2 separate regions of the Callithrix jacchus genome follow, and region 2 is linked to region 1. Evidence: chromatin contacts called from public Hi-C data. All regions are on one chromosome and are shown on one strand. The core of a region is the stretch at or near the end of the contact, and the rest is flanking DNA. Distances in the headings are between cores, read along the strand shown. Region 1 holds the start of ZNF318 (zinc finger protein 318). Region 2 holds the start of LRRC73 (leucine rich repeat containing 73).

Region 1 (7,874 bases), core at 1,995-4,494:
ATTAATTGTCTTGAGCTGCTGTAACAAAATACCATAAGCTGAGTGGCTTCAACAACAGGTGCTTATTTCTCACAGCTCTAAAGGCTGGAATGTCTAAGATCAAGGTGCCAGCCAATTTAGTTCCTGGTGAGTGCTCTCTTACTGGTTTATAGACACTGCCTTCTCACTGTGTGCTTGCATAGCAGAGAGGGGCATGGGTGTCTCCTCCTCTCTTTATAAGGATACTAATCCTATCATGGGAGCCCTACCCTCATGACCTCGTCTAACCCTAATTACCTCTCAAAGGTCTCTTCTGCAAATATAGCATCACATCAGGGGTTAGGACTTTCACAAATAATTTGGAGTAGTGGGCAGGGGCAGGGGGTTGGGAGACACAATTCAGTCCATAGCATACAGCCTAGGTCTCCTTTTCTCTTTTAAGGTTTTACATGTCATTGCCATACGTCTACTATGGGGTGGGGTGTGTGTGTGTGTGTATGTGAAAGCCTTTCCACATCTCACCATTTTCATGAGAGTCTCAAAAATTTCTTGATGACAGACAATAGTGACAGTATGTTAACTGGGTTCTTCCTATTGTCTCTGGAGTTTCAACAAAGGCCTCAAAAGCAGAAGGCAATACAACAGGTGCCAGGTACTCCCATTCCCCCATCTTAAAGGGTGATGATAGAATATGAACTAGTCTGCCAGCATTACTAATCATCCACATTCAGTCTATATAAGAGAAAGAGGATTGTGATGGAGACTTACCTGTGGGCTCTGTATTTCCTCTCTTGTCACTCTAGGGAGGGAGAGGTGTTTCTCCCCTTGCTTGAAGCCAAGTGAGATAAAGGCTTCCATTAGAACCTCAGGATATTTGGCTTGTGTCTCCTGGGGTTTGGAGATCCACAGGGATGGTGTCTTAACCCCTACCTGGGGGAAGTCCGAAAGCAAGATGCTGGCTAACTGCTGGGATGGTGAATAAGGTGGGTGCCATGGGAGTGAGCTGCACTGCCCTTGACACTGGGGCAAAGGCATGAGTTACCTGTGAGCCAAGCGGACCTACAAGCTAACCAATGTGGAGTCATTTAAAAGGGATCCTTCCCATGAGAGATAACCAGAGAGGAAAAGGACTCTCTGCCACAGGGGAGTGAGTTTTACATGAGGTAAGCATCCTCCAGAAGGCCAGATACTTGGGGGAGGGGAGTCATAGATATCGAACCAGAGGAGGACCACTGCCTAGCTCCCAGCAAGAGAGTTCTAAAAAAGCCCACAAAGGTGTATAAGAGAAAGGCCAACATGTGTGATTCCTCCATGCCCACAGGGAACCAATATTGGAAGATAACAGCATCCTGCACTAACCAGGAAACTCTGTGTTCTTTGCCTCCAAACCCTTCTCCTCCTGGGAGGAGGAGGGTCAGAAATAGCAGCTAGCCAGTGGGAGAGGAGAAGCAAACTTTGAAGAGCAAAGGTAGGGAGGTGGAGAAGCCTACCATACCACCTTTAATACAGCAAGCTTCAAGTCTGAAACAGGTAAGAGCAGGGGTAGGGGAGAACCTTTAGCCTTAATAAAGTTTACAGTTTTGTTATTCTGTACTAGATGTTTTCACTTCTGCAATATGACTACTCTCTTGACTGAAAAACACTTGAAAAGTGAAAGGATCTGCAAGAGAGTTCATGCAGGACACATGAACTATGCATAGAGCAAGTGTGATGGGGAAGCAGAAGAGTTTTCTGATTATACACCATGTCTCCTCTCCCTGTCTTGAAACCTCCCAGCTCCTTTGATAAAAACACTCAATATTAGAAACAGACTGGGGAGGAAAAGTTGATACAGAATATAACAAACATGATTTAAAATTTATTGACTCCAAGTATCTATACACACTGATTTACGTTTTCTTTACATTTATTAGGTCCCACCAAAAGTATGGGTAACCAAAATCCATATATATGCTAATAAAGACAGGGCATACACTCAGGCAGATTATTATTATTTTTTTCATTAAGTTATTGGTGTCTTATTTTATATAAATTATATAAAACGTGAAGCTGGGTGAAAGAAGTCAACTAGTGAAAATTTCAAACGTTTTTACTGAGTATATGCCATCAAAAAACATGGAAATGGGTATATACATAGATGTTTTTTTTGAGACACAGTGTCACTGTCACTCAGGCTGGAGTGCAGTGGCATGATCACAGCTTACTGCAGCCTCAATCTCCCGAGTAACTGGGGTACAGGCGCGTGCCATCACACCTGACAATTCTTTTTTTTTTTTTTTTTTTTTAGAAATGCGGGTCCTTCGATGTTGCCCAGGCTGGTCTTGAACTCCCAGGCTCAAACAATCCTCCTGCCTCGGTCTCCCAAAATGCTGGGATTATAGGCGTGACCCTTCGCACCTGGCCCACTTTTGTATTTAGGATGCAGAGCCCTGAGACTGACATATAGGAAAATCCTGGACTTAAGGCAGGTGGAGGAGGCATGCCTGAATCTTCTACAAAAAACTCGACAGGCCTCCAGTCTGTCATGATGTGGGGCCCTGGTAGTGAGGGCCCTCCACCAAGACCACAAGTACTAGTCAGAAAACAGCTCGAAAACTTACTGATGTCTATTTGGGGTTTGATTCTCGACCATCACCTCCATCTCGCACTCTCCTACCCTCAATTTCAACCTCCAGAAATTAGGCAAACTGGAAAGTAAACTGATGTGAGTCGTGCTGCTTCCGCAGGCGACGGGGACTTCGGTGGGAGCTCTTGCCGAGGTCCGCGACCTCGGACAAGCTAACGTTTTCAGGCCTGTTTATAGTCTCACGAATGGTTTACAACCATTTCGTGTCCATTCCTAAATTAACATGCTTAAGGGGCGACAGGTAAGAGCGAAGAGCTGCCCCAGATTTCCAAACCGCCAAGTCCCGAGGCCTGGAGCATCCCGGGAAAACCAGGCTGAGAATTCCTCCCTTCCGCCCCGCCCACCCCGCGCGGAGGCCCCGGGGGTCACGTGGCCGCCGGGGGAGTGGAAGTGGGTGGCTCAGCGGCCGCCATCTTGCGGGGTCGGAGGCGGGGCGTGCAGAGCTCAGGGCGCGCGCTTCGCTTCCCCTCCTCTCGCCTAGCCTCGTACCGTTGTCTGTGCTCCTCCTCACTTTTCTTGGTTCCTGCGGCCGCTCCCTGAGTGGAGGAACGGGGAACCCCGGAGGCGGGGGGAGGGGGGGTGTGTCGGACGCGTGCTCGCGCTCTTCAACCGCTGGCCGCGCGGGCGCGCTCGGCCGGGCCCCAGGGGCGACGCGGGGCCGAGGGGAGGGGGCTGCTCCAGCTGCTGGGGCGGCGCGCAGCGGTCGAGGTGGCGGCGGCGGCAGCTGCGGCGGCGCGCTCCGGGCCTGCATCTAGGGCGCCCCTGGGTCCGAGCGGTCGCCGTGGCCGCCGCTACGAGAACCATGTACCGCAGCAGCGCCCGCTCCTCCGTCTCTTCCCACCGGCCTAAAGACGACGGCGGGGGCGGCCCGCGCAGCGGCCGAAGCTCCGGCTCCTCCTCAGGCCCGGCTCGCCGCAGCTCACCGCCGCCTCCGCCCTCCGGCTCCTCCTCGTCACGGACCCCGGCTCGCCGACCCCGCTCGCCCTCAGGGCACCGCGGCCGCCGGGCCTCGCCGTCCCCGCCGCGGGGTCGTCGCGTCTCCCCATCTCCTCCTCGAGCCCGTCGCGGCTCCCCGTCGCCACCACGGGGCCGACGACTCTTCCCGCCGGGCCCGGCAGGCTTCAGAGGCAGCAGCCGAGGGGAGTCCCGCGCCGACTATGCCCGGGACGGCCGCGGAGACCATCCAGGCGACAGCGGCAGCCGGGTAATCCCACCCCTCGTCCGGGACTCCCTCCGTCCCCCAGCTCCCTAGCCCGGAATTCCCGTTTCCAGGAACGCCCAGGGCCTCCAGGCCAGAGTCCTAAGCGCGGAGCCTCCGGCCAATTCCCTCGGGGATGACGAGCCTGTCAGACCCGGGAGCGTTGACACAATAACGGACTCGGGAGCGCACGGGCGCCTGGTCGGGAGTGCGCGCCCCATTCTTTAGGAATAGCTGTTTCTCTCACCCCGGGTGAGGTGTGGAAAGTTTGCCAAGGCTAGGGACATTTCTCCAAACCGTGTGCCTTGGTACTTTTTGGAGCGTTGGCGTGTCGTCGGGGTTCCGTAGTTTTCATCCCCTTACACCTGAGCTGCCCCAGCTGGATCTTAGGAAAAAAAACCCGAAATGGTACTTTTTTTTGGTGGCGAATTAGGGACGCTTGAACCCTACCAGGCCAGACGTCTAGAGTGTAAACTGCTAGCTTAAATGAATTGGAGCTGCTTCTCCGGAATAAATGTGCAGAACCACGGTCATTGTCATAGCCACTACTTCTTACCGAGTTCTGTGTTAGAAATTATGCCTAGTCTTTCACTTTACACATTCTTTAAACCCTCCAAACTCTTCGAAGTGAGGCAGTTAATATCCCTTGTTGTACGGTCGAGGAGCCAACTCAGAGAGGTTCAGGTAACTCGACCAAGGTGACATGGCTAGGTGGTAGAGCTGTGATTCAACTCAGAGCTGCCTGGTTCTCCAAACCCATGATTTTAACTGCTGTATTTCACTGCTACAGGAACAGAGCATGAGATTGTTTAGTTTTAGAAATAATACTGACCTTAACCATAACCACCACTCCAAGAGATCCTCTAGATAGAGGCTGGTGTTTAGGGATCTGTTTTATTTTTAGTTGTTTTTTTTTTTTTTTAATTGTTTGAGACAGGGTCTCGCTCTGTCGCCAAGGCTGGAGTGCGGTGGCGTGATCTCGTCTCACTGTAACCTCCGCCTCCTGGGTTCAAGCACTTCTGCCTCAACCTCCCAAGTATCTGGGACTACAGGCGCCCACCACCATGCCTGGCCTCTTTTTAAAAATTTAGTAACAAAGTTCTACTTTTTTGAGTGTCTCTCTAACGTGTATCTAAGTACTGTGAGTACTTTGGTCATGGGTGAATTGTCACTATGTTACGATTTTCAGTTGAGCAGTGCCAGGGTGGGTGACAGTCACTACAGAGGAAACAAAAATAGAATGCTTGTTTCCACAACATTCTTTTCTTTTCCAATGCACAATTTATTTACTCTGGTCTTTTCTGTTTTAGTAAATAGCATCATCCATGCTTACATCAGAAACAGTCATTATTTCCCATCTCTCCATATCTAATTTGTTAGATTACCTCATCTGTCTAACCCATTAGCTTTACCTCTGGAATATGTCCCCAAAACTGCCTTCCTGCCATCACTCTGGTCTAAGCCTTGTTATCTCTTTCCTGGGTTGCTGCATTGGGCTCCTTTGCACTCCACTCTTGCTACCTTCCAGTTTATTCTGTACACAGAAATCAACATGATTTTTAAGCCCTCCCTTTATACATTTGACATCTATTTATTAAGCATCTACTTTGTATTAGGCACTGTTCTGGACTATCTGGGGATACAACAAAGTACAAACCAGGCAAAAACTCCTGTCCTTATAGAGAGTTAAAATTCTAGCAGGGAGAGTTGGATAATATAAAGTTAGAAATGAATGCCATGGTTTGTTAAATGTACTTAAGTACTAAGAAAGACTAAGAAGAACTAAAATAGAGAAGGGAGTTACAATGTGTGTGTGTGTGTGTGTGTGTGTGTGTGTGTGTGTTTTTCATAAGAGTCTTGCTCTGTCACCAAGACTGGAGTGTAGTGGTGTGAACATAGCTTACTGCATCCTCAAACTCCCAAGCTCAAGCTATTCTCCCACCTCAGCCTCAGGAGTAGTTGGGACTACAGACATATATGTACCAGCATCCTAGCTGACTTTATTTTATTTTTTTAATTTTTAGTGTGGGGAGGGATTTCACTATGTTGCCCAGGCTGGTCTCAAACTGCTGACTTCAAGTGATTCTCCTTCATCAACTTCCCAAAATGCTAGGATTACAGGCATGAGCTACTGTGCCCAGCCTTGGGAGTTAAAATTTTTGATAGAGTAGTCAGCCTCCTGGAAAGGTGATTTTTGAATAAAAAGATCTGAAAGAGGTGAGGGTGTGCTGTGCAATCATCTGGAGGAAAAATGTAGTCGGATGATCACTATCCTGTGTAAAACCCTTCTGTAGCTGTTAATTGCACTAAGAATAAAACCCAAATTTCCCAACTGTGGTTTCTCCCTATCTTTTCCTCTTCTGTCACTTTGTTTGCAGCCCCACTGGCCGCTTTTCTGTTATTTAAAACATACCAAGCTCAATACTGAGGTGATTCTTTCCTTTGTCTGAAACATCCTTCTACCTGTTCTTTGCAAGGCTAACATCATTCAGGCCTCAGGTTATCACCTGATGCCTTTTCTAACCATTCTATCTGAAGTAACTCCTTTTATGATATCATGTTTAATGACTTTATAGCACTTATTAGAAGTACTTTTTTTTTTTTTAGATGGAGTTTCGCTCTTGTTACCCAGGCTGGAGTGCAATGGTGCGATCTCGGCTCACCACAACCTCTGCCTCCTGGGTTCAGGCAATTCTCCTGCCTCAGCCTCCTGAGTAGCTGGGATTACAGGCGTGCGCCACCATGCCCAGCTAATTTGTATTTTTAGTAGAGACGGGGTTTCGCCATGTTGACCAGGATGGTCTTGATCTCTTGACCTCGTGATCCACCCACCTTGGCCTCCCAAAGTGCTGGGATTACAGGCTTGAGCCACCGCGCCTGGCCTTAGAAGTACTTTTTTTTTAAACTTGTTTTTGACTTACCTCCTTCACTAGAAAATGTGTAGGTTCTGAGAGCAGGGACGTTGACCTCTCTTTTCCCATGCCCAGTCAGAATGAGAGGTCACTGTTGAGGAGAGTTAGAGAAAGTGATAATTTTTTAGAAATGCTTTATTTTTGTGCGGGTCAAGATGTCCAGGGGCAGACCTATGTTATTTCTAGTTAAATAATTATAAGCTTGCTTTGCTTATTGTACACTGAAGTTTATACCCCAAACTAAGTTATATCAAATATTGGTGCAGTAAAATAGAAATCAGGTGGCAACAGGAGGCCTAAGGTAAAGACCATCTGAGAGCTCTGTAAAACCTTGGAAGCTGTAAAACCTTGGAACACCTTGAGGTGGTTACAGAGCAGGAAATACTGCTTTGGTCCCATGAATGCCTTCTCAACATGAAGGTGGCATGAGGGTCTTGTCAAGAGGACTTGTGCAAGATCTCTGAGAAGGGAGGTGACCTCTGCTCACAAGATCTGGAGGGTTGCAAGGAAGAAAAGCCTTGCAGGGCAGAGATTACCCGACGGGCTCTGCGTAGGTTCTCAGAATAGGGAGTAATTTTGATTGCTCTGTGTTCTCAAGGCTCAGAAGATAAAATGCACCTTGGTAGCGACTGGTGGTAGAATTCAGTGTTCTAGGTTTGCATAAGAATCAAGGCTGCTACTGAATACTGCAGACCACACCTCTCCCCCTGGCTGTATTGCCCACATTAGTCTAGAGGCCTCACCCAATAATTTCAAGGCCTCCCCTGATCACCCCTCCCTGTTCCCCCACCTCTCAATTAACAAGTGTATGCACCTATAAAAGCCTGTGGAAACCAGAACTCGGTGCCGCTTGTGTTGGTACCCTGGACCCATGCTGTAAAATTCTACTCAGAATTTTGTCTTTTGTCTTTATTTCCTTTTCTCAATCCCAGGACTAAGGGCACCCACGAACAGGGTTGGGGCTGTACCCAACATTTTGGAATAGTGTCTTACCATAACCGTTTCTTACCTTGTTGAACCCCAGCTTTGTGAGGTTGTTTTTTGTTTTTATTTTTGAGACAAAGTTGCTCATCGCCCAGGCTGGAGTGCAGGGATGCAATCATGGCTCACTGCAGCCCTGACCTTCCAAGCTTAAGCTATCCTCCCACCTCAGCCACCC
Region 2 (7,874 bases), core at 2,077-4,576, 140 kb before region 1:
TGAGTAAGATTCAGGCCTTGCCCTCCAGAACTTCATGGCCTAGTGCTGTCTCTGCTTTCATCTCTCCTCTCCTCTCTCAGGCTTCTGGAGTCCATGATCCCTATCAAGATGGTCAACTTCCCCCAGGTGAATAGAGGGTGGCATGTCTGGAGAGCCGGGTGAAGCACCAGGGCAGAGGGTGGGGCGACCAGGCAAAGCCTGGGAAGGTATAAACAGACAAGCCATTGTACCCTCCAGCCTGAATGAGTTGGTATATTGACAGAAAATTGCAGGTGAACTCTATGGACCTCTCATGCTGGTCTTCACACTGGTTGCCATCCTACTCCACGGGATGAAGACATCTGACACTATTATTGTAAGCAGGACAGAGGACTTTGGGTCGGGGGGTGGCTGAAGTAGGGCCTCCCTGTGGAAGGCCCTAGATGAGGCTGAGCTCAGAAGCCTCCTAGGACTAAGTAGAGCCTTCGCCCCACAGCGGGAGGGCACCCTGATGGGCACAGCCATTGGCACCTGCTTCGGCTACTGGCTGGGCGTCTCATCCTTCATTTACTTCCTCGCCTACCTGTGCAACGCCCAGATCACCATGCTGCAGATGCTGGCACTGCTGGTAAGGAGCCTGGCATGGTGGTAGGCAAGGGTGATGTTAAAAAGAGTAGCCAGGTCTTGGTCTGCATCTGTCCTGGGGCCTCAGATCCTGGAATGGGTGGAGTGGGCCATTGGACCATCTGTTTCCCAGGCTCCCCATGAGGGGCCAGAAACCAGCCCAACCTGAGTGATTTTCCTCTCCACCATCCTCCTTCCCAGGGCTATGGCCTCTTCGGGCACTGCATTGTCCTGTTCATCACCTATAACATCCACCTCCACGCCCTCTTCTACCTCTTCTGGCTTTTGGTGGGTGGGCTGTCCACAATGCGCATGGTAAGCCGGGCAAGAGGCTTCCAGGGGTGGGATGTCCTCCCAGGGAGTTGGGGAAGACAGCCTGGAGCTGTCCATCTCACAAAGAGCCCTAAATGGGAGGGAGGGGCTCAAAGAGGGTTCTGCCCTGGGTGGGGTTGTCTTGTACCCACTCCTCACTTTGGAGCCAGGCCCTTTGAGCTATATTCTCATGTCCCTAGGTAGCAGTGTTGGTGTCTCGGACCGTGGGCCCCACACAGCGGCTGCTCCTCTGTGGCACCCTGGCTGCCCTACACATGCTCTTCCTGCTCTATCTGCATTTTGCCTACCACAAAGTGGTAGAGGGTAAGTGGCAGGAAGGTCTGGGTGGGGGAGAATGGGAAAGCAGCTGTCTAGGGCAAAAGGCAGGATATGATAGTGGCCTGGCCCCATCTGACCCTCACTCACCTTCCATCTTCCTTTCAGGGATCCTGGATACACTGGAGGGCCCCAACATCCCACCCATTCAGAGGGTCCCCAGAGACATCCCTGCCATGCTCCCTGCTGCTCGGCTTCCCACCACCATACTCAATGCCACAGCCAAGGCTATTGCTGTGACCCTGCAGTCACACTGACCCCACCTGAAATTATTGGCCAGTCCTCTCTACCACAGCTGCAGAGAGGAGGAAGACTAAAGGACAGTCCTGATGTCTCATATGGGGTCTGCAGCTGCTACTGAGCTGTAGCTGCTTAAGTACCTCCTTGATGCCTGTTGGCACTTCTGAAGGGCACAAGGTCAGGAACTCCTGGCCAGGACTGCAAGGCTCTGCAGCCCGTGCACAAAGTGGGTCAGCTCCTCTGAGACTCCCTCACCTCCTACCCCTTCCTTCCTCTTTATCTCTCCCACATTGTCTTGCTAAATATAGACTTGGTAATTAAAATGCTGATTGAAGTCTGGAACTGCAGAGCTGATCCAGTGGTCCTCCCTGTTACCTTACTTCCTCTATACTTTCCTGCTCTGTCAGCCATGGTAATATTGTATGTTCCCTTCATATCCTCAACCAGCAGGATAAAGGTGGGACAGGCCAGACTACAGAGAAGGCAGTGATTGAATATGGAACCACCTGCCCCTGAGGGCAGGGGACACCTGACCCATGAAGGGGCAGGGAGGCCTCAAGCAAAAAACCATAAGCCTGATGGAAAGTGCACCCAGTTTGAGTCTGCACTCAGCTACACTCTTGGAAAACCAATGAAGGAGTGACAATTGGACAAAACATCCCGACTTAAACCCTGTGTCAAAACAAGGAAAATCTTCTGCAGCTGGGCACTGTGGGCATAATTTTCCTGTGGAGCTCATAATTGAAGCCAAACTTGGCTTTGCCTTGGTGGTACTGGAGCTAGCTCCTTTCGGTTTTTCTGTCTTTCCTCTTAAAACCAACCACCACTCCTAACATAGCGCCACCCCACCACCACCATGTGTTTTATCTGCTCCACTTACTAAGTTAATTCAGGTGGCTAAGAGGGAATAGGGCCTTTGACCTCCCTTCACTACATTGAATATTACGTTTTATGGAAAAGAATCCTCTCCTAGTAAATCTGGGTCAGCATCTAACCCTCCTAACAAAGGGACTAACAGAGGTGCCCTTCATTTGTCTTGTGTTACACAAGCGAGGTCCCCATCACCCTGGCCAGTGGACAAAGTTGTGACGGCGTTGCCTGTACCGTGCCGGTGGCCTAGCCGCCTTCACGTCCTCACCACTGCTCCAGGGCCCTGGCCCCGGCCCCTCCTTTGTATTGGCTGCCCCAGTCTCCCGGCATGGACACACCCTCAGACGTCAACAGTGCTCTGCGCACCTGGAGGAGTGGCACCAGGACGTTGCATCTATCTGAGGCTCCCCTGCCCTAGGGACCCTCTGGGGTTCTCTTGTCCCCAGCAACTCCGGCTGTCTGTGCCCAGCCGTGGTCCCTGGGGCCGCCCTGGCGAGGCAGCCATTTTGGCGAGGAGCAAGCGGGGAAGTCCCCGTGGGCCGGGATCCCCACTCACGCTGCGCCTCGCGTCACGGGGGCGAGGGCGGGGCGAGGTGCGTATGAAAGTGCCCTGGGGCCTTCCAAATAGAAGGGAACAGTGTCCTGGATCGTGGCGAGGGTTTGGACCTTAGGAACCGGAAGGACTGGAGAATAGGCAGAAAAAGCGGTAACTGTCCAACGCCATCTCCACGTGGCGTGCCTTCATTCCGCTCCCCGCCAGTATGCCCCACCCTGTAAGTCCTAGGCCTCAGCCCTGTCGCCTTCCTTCTGCCAGCTGGCTGACCCCACTCCCAAGGCAAGAGCGACCTATCACTCCCAGCTCCCTGCCCCGAACCGCCCCTTGTGCGCGAACCTCGTGGGCCGGCGTGGCCGTGGCCGTGGCCGTGGCCGGGCAGGGGGCGGGGCGAGCGGCGGTGACGCGGCCGTTGCCATGGAAACCCGCCGCCCGCTCGCCCGCTGGAGCCGGAGCCGGAGCTGCCGCCCGCCGCCCGCCTCGGGCTCTCTCAGCCAGCCGTGCGGCCAGGCCCACGGGGTGGTCGGGGGAGCCGGGCGGCAGAGAGGGAGGGAGAGGGTACGGCCTCCCAGCCAGGATCGGTAAGCCGAAGGCCCTGAGCCGCTGCCGCCACGACCGCGAGGGACAAGGACAAGCGCCGAGCAACGCCTGCCCAGCCCCCGAAACGCGCCCAGCCCAACGCCCTGACACTGACCGTTCGGGCCGCCCCCGCCCCAGTACCGCCCCACCTCAGCCGGACCAGCGCCCTGGACGCCTCCGCACCTCGGGCCGGCTCCGGCTCCGTCCCGATCGCTCTTCTCCGCCCCCGCCGCAGCCTCCGCCTCCGCCACCGCCTCTGCCTCCGCCCCGAGTCCCGCTCCGCCCGCGACCCCGGCCGGGACCCTGACCCCGGCCCTATTCCCGGCCCCGCCCGCGACCCCGCCAACCTCCGCTCCGGCGCCGGCCCCAGAGGCCCAGCTGAGGGCACGATGCTGCCCAGCTCCATTCAGATTTCCGGGGAGCCGCTGTCCGGAGCCGAGGTGCGGGACATCTGCCGCGGCCTGCGCGACAACGCCGTGCGCCTGCTATCACTGCGCGGCTGCCGCCTCTGCGACCGCGACTTCGGCCGCATCTGCCGGGCCCTGGCCGGGGCCACGTCCTTGGCGCAGCTCAACCTTAACCTGGGCGTCGTGTCTAGCCCCAGTCGCATCAAGCAACTGGCTGAGGCTCTGCGGACCAACCGCTCCATCCAGTCCCTCTTGTGAGTGCGCCCCCTCGCAAGGGGGTCCCGGGCACTGCATCCCTCCATGCACTCCCCTGCCACCTCCTGTTTCTCCACACTCCTTCCAGTACCATCCTACCTTCACATACCTTATGCACACACACCGTGCCTCGGCCCTTCAAAACACCCTCCAAGCACACGCTTGGAATTTTTAAGCGCGACCCCACCCAAGTTGGGATACCCACCCTTTCCTGACATTGGGTAGGGGCCATACCTCCCCACCTAATCACCTGCATTTACTTCTCTGGGGCAGCTCTTAGGTTCCCAAGAGGGAATCCCCCCATGGGGACGAGAGCCCTGCCCACTGCAGAATTCCAGTCCTCCACCCACCCACCCCTTCTCTGCCTCTCCCTGTGCAATATCCTGGATCCCAGTCCCTGCCCCAGAAAACCAAACTGAATTCTCCTTTTACTTATATTTCCTGAGAATCTAGAACTTTCCTTCTCCTTTTCTGGGCCTCTCGAGTGCTGTGACTGTGTGCCCTCCCCATCCCTAGGGCTGACAGAAGTGAAAGTGCCCTTCCCCATGTAGATAGGACTGAAGCCTGCAGTAATCCCGCTCTCACTCCCCTCCAGCCTGCATGGAAGCCCCCTGACAGATGCAGGGCTGGCCTTGCTGAACCCAGCCCTGGCCCTTCACCCTGCCCTCGTGGCTCTGGACCTGGGGGACTGCATGCTGGGTGATGAAGCCATCAACCTCATCTGTGGCCTCCTGCCCCCAGACGGGGCCAAATCTGGTGAGCAGGGCCCTGCTCAGGGCTTGGGCTAGTGTGGCAGCAATGAACATCGAAATGCAGAGGGAAGGGGGTGTGGCCCAGAGCCCAGAGCTCTGACGATGTGGGTGAGAACGTCTTTCTAACCCTCTCAGGAAGGCGCAGGACTAGGGGTGGCATGGAAACTCAGGAATCCAGGCAGGCTGGGGCAGGCAGGGGAGGCATCGGTCTCCTTAATGCTCTGGAACGCTATGGGGGGGGCGGGGGTGAGGTGGTGCCCAGCCACTAGGACACCGGGACACAGGGAGGGTAGGGAAGGGTTGGAGGAGGGCTTAACTCTCCCTATTCTGGTTTCTTGCTATGATGCTGCCCAGGCTTGAAGGAGCTAACGCTGAGTGCCAACCCTGGCATCACCCCTAAGGGCTGGAGCCGCCTCGCCATTGCCGTGGCCCACAGCTCCCAAGTCCGCGTCCTCAATCTGGATTACAACCCGCTGGGTGAGGCTCAAGAACATCCCCTTAGGTTCTCACTGCCTCATGCCCTATCCAAGAGCCTGGGGCCATCAGTTGGTATGGTAACCCCTACACTGGGAGAGGGAAGAGGCAGGAGAACCTCCAGGAATCAAGGAGGTAGCTATGTGGAGGACCAGGTGACCAACAATTAGATCAAAGCATCAGTCACCACCCGAGCCCTAACTTGCTTCATGCTCACCAATCACAATGATCCCTTCCTGACCACCAATTGTCTGTGTTTCCTGGCCAGGGGTTACTATCTAAAGTTGTTAAGGCAATGGGGAAGCTATCTGTAAGGATTAGCAGGCATGTGTGTGAATGATGTGAACGTGTGCATGTGTGTTGTCTCCCCAGGTGACCATGTGGCAGGAATGCTGGCTGTAGCTGTGGCCTCCAGCCGTACCCTAGAGGTCCTAGACTTGGAGGGCACAGGGCTCACCAACCAGTCAGCTCAGGTGGGAAGTAATCATGTTTGGAAACAGCCAGGGGATGGGGTGGGGGTTAGCCTACGTTGTCTGCTGACATACCTAAGGGGTGGCAGGTTGGGGTCTGAGGACCTGCCTTAACTACATTCATCCTTTTCCATATTCTTCTCCACCTCAGACCCTGCTGGACATGGTAGAAAATTACCCCACAGCTTTACGGAGCCTGGTGTTGGCTGAGAACAGCATTAGCCCAGAGCTGCAGCAACAGATCTGTGACCTCCTCTCTGAGGGAGAGGAGGAGGAGGAAGTGGCAGGAGGGGCTGGCAACATCCAGGAGTGGGAGAGAGGGCGGGAGCCTGCTGCCCACCAGAGGGGCAGCAGCTCCTGGATGTGCCCCAGCGGTAAGAACCCAGAGGGTTGATCAGAGCCAGGTCTGGAAGAGGCTCGGGACAAGGGAGAGTGGGTGTGGAGAACTTTGGCTCTCACTTATTTGTGGTCCCCAACGGTGGAAGGAATGGTGGTCTGAACACCCGTCTGCCCTTCTACAGATCCCAGCTCTCAGATGGTGCTAATGACGTCAGGACTAGGGGACAGTCTGTTGGCTGAGACCGAGATGTGACTCTCCACTGGGCTTCTGCACACCATTTTGCTTGTCTATGTCCCGAACACCTTGCCCTAGATATCAGGGTCAGGCCCTGGGGCTTGGGAGGGAACTGGGGTCAGGGGCTGCACAGGGCTCTGGCAGCTCCTGGCAGTGTGGTGGGAAGGAAGCTCTGGAAGCTGTGACTGAGCAACAGCCTTGGGGGGGCACTTAAACCCAGGGCAATACCTTTGAATTTGGCAGCTCTGACTGCAACCCGCTGGCTCGGAAAAGATTTTATGAACTCCACAACCTGGCGTGTGCCTGTAGTCACTGGGGGCCGGCAGTAGGGGAGGAGCTGGAACTACCACTAAGCACCACTAGGGAGCAGTAGCATCCCACAGCCCAAGCTCCAGGCTGCGTGAACGGGTCCAGAATCTCTCAAAACAGGCCTGGCCCGAAGCCTAGTACCCTGGCTTCTGGGGCAACACCTTACACAAGCCCCATAAAGATCTGGTTCCTGCCTCCAAGGGATGATTCAGGAACCCTGCTAAGGTTACTGAAGGTGCCCCCTCTCCCTGATGCTCTGTGCCCAGGGAAACCCTAGGCAGAGTGGGGCAAGGGGGAGTCAATAGCAGAGTAGGATGAGACAAGCCCTGGGACTACTCTAGCCCTCTTTTTAAGTAGTGGCCATCTTCCTAAAAAAAAAGAACTGGGAATACTCACAAATAGGGAGATGGGTGGGAGAGGGAAGGTCATTAAGACAGGTTCGGCCATACCAGTAAAATAGTTTTATTTGATTTTAAAATAGTCATCAATGTGAAAATTTCCCAAAGCTGGGAGTAACAGTCTAGAGCCAAGGCTGGGGAGGGGGTCAGGCCTCACCCAGAGCCCAGCTTGAGGCCCCTGAACCCCACCCTCCCTTCCAGAGGGAGAGAGGAAACAGCTGAGGGGAGCCCTGAGTCAGTCCTCTCCCTCATCCCCGAGGCCAGCTGTGCCAGGCCCCCTGAGGGCAACAGCTCATGCGGAGGATTGGGGGAAAGGAAACAGGTAGGAGACAGAAATGAGGTTAGTAACTCCAACAACATCCCCCGCAAAAAAAAAAAAAAAAAAAAAAAACAAAGCTTCTGACTATGACAGGAGGTTGGAAGATGAATACTGATAAACTCCTCAGCTCCCCACAACAGACCAGTCTGGGCTGGGTTGGGCCGATTGGAGAAAAGGTGTTGAGACCTAACTGCACATCACCTCTGGAGAATAAATATTCTAAGAAAAGGGGAAAACCATGAGGCCAGCTGCTGTGGTCAGTCAACGCAGCTGACAGGCCTGATGTGGCCCACGGCCAACCCCACCCACACAGGAAGCAGCTGTGCAGGTCTGGATAGGGACACGGTCAAGGGCTTGGACTGGGGACCCTGAGCTGCAAAGGTGTGGGGCCTCCTTGCAGTCCCAGTGCAGCAATGGCAGGAA

The links. A called contact is a pair of places that touch in the nucleus more often than the background predicts.
Region 2: a contact with region 1 is called in a Hi-C map of skeletal muscle, with 3 times the contacts expected there. The contact joins the promoter of LRRC73 here to the promoter of ZNF318 in region 1. A contact is called at or near these places in 2 of 3 Hi-C or Micro-C datasets (induced pluripotent stem cells and skeletal muscle).

The regions. Positions count from the first base shown.
Region 1 is chr4:51,851,193-51,859,066 of calJac240_pri, reverse strand. ZNF318 (zinc finger protein 318) reads left to right here and starts at 3,244. Exons shown (of 11, transcript XM_035295700.3): 1 at 3,244-3,809. The coding sequence starts at 3,408.
Region 2 is chr4:51,989,373-51,997,246 of calJac240_pri, reverse strand. It overlaps LRRC73 (leucine rich repeat containing 73), which reads left to right and starts at 3,326. Exons shown (of 6, transcript XM_078369246.1): 1 at 3,326-4,154; 2 at 4,672-4,911; 3 at 5,262-5,384; 4 at 5,754-5,854; 5 at 6,003-6,225; 6 at 6,373-6,716. The coding sequence starts at 4,848. The coding sequence ends at 6,443. It overlaps TJAP1 (tight junction associated protein 1), which reads right to left. Exons shown (of 11, transcript XM_078369242.1): 11 at 7,183-7,874. YIPF3 (Yip1 domain family member 3) reads left to right here. Exons shown (of 9, transcript XM_078369245.1): 4 at 81-126; 5 at 263-355; 6 at 476-607; 7 at 805-918; 8 at 1,116-1,239; 9 at 1,360-1,833. The coding sequence ends at 1,508.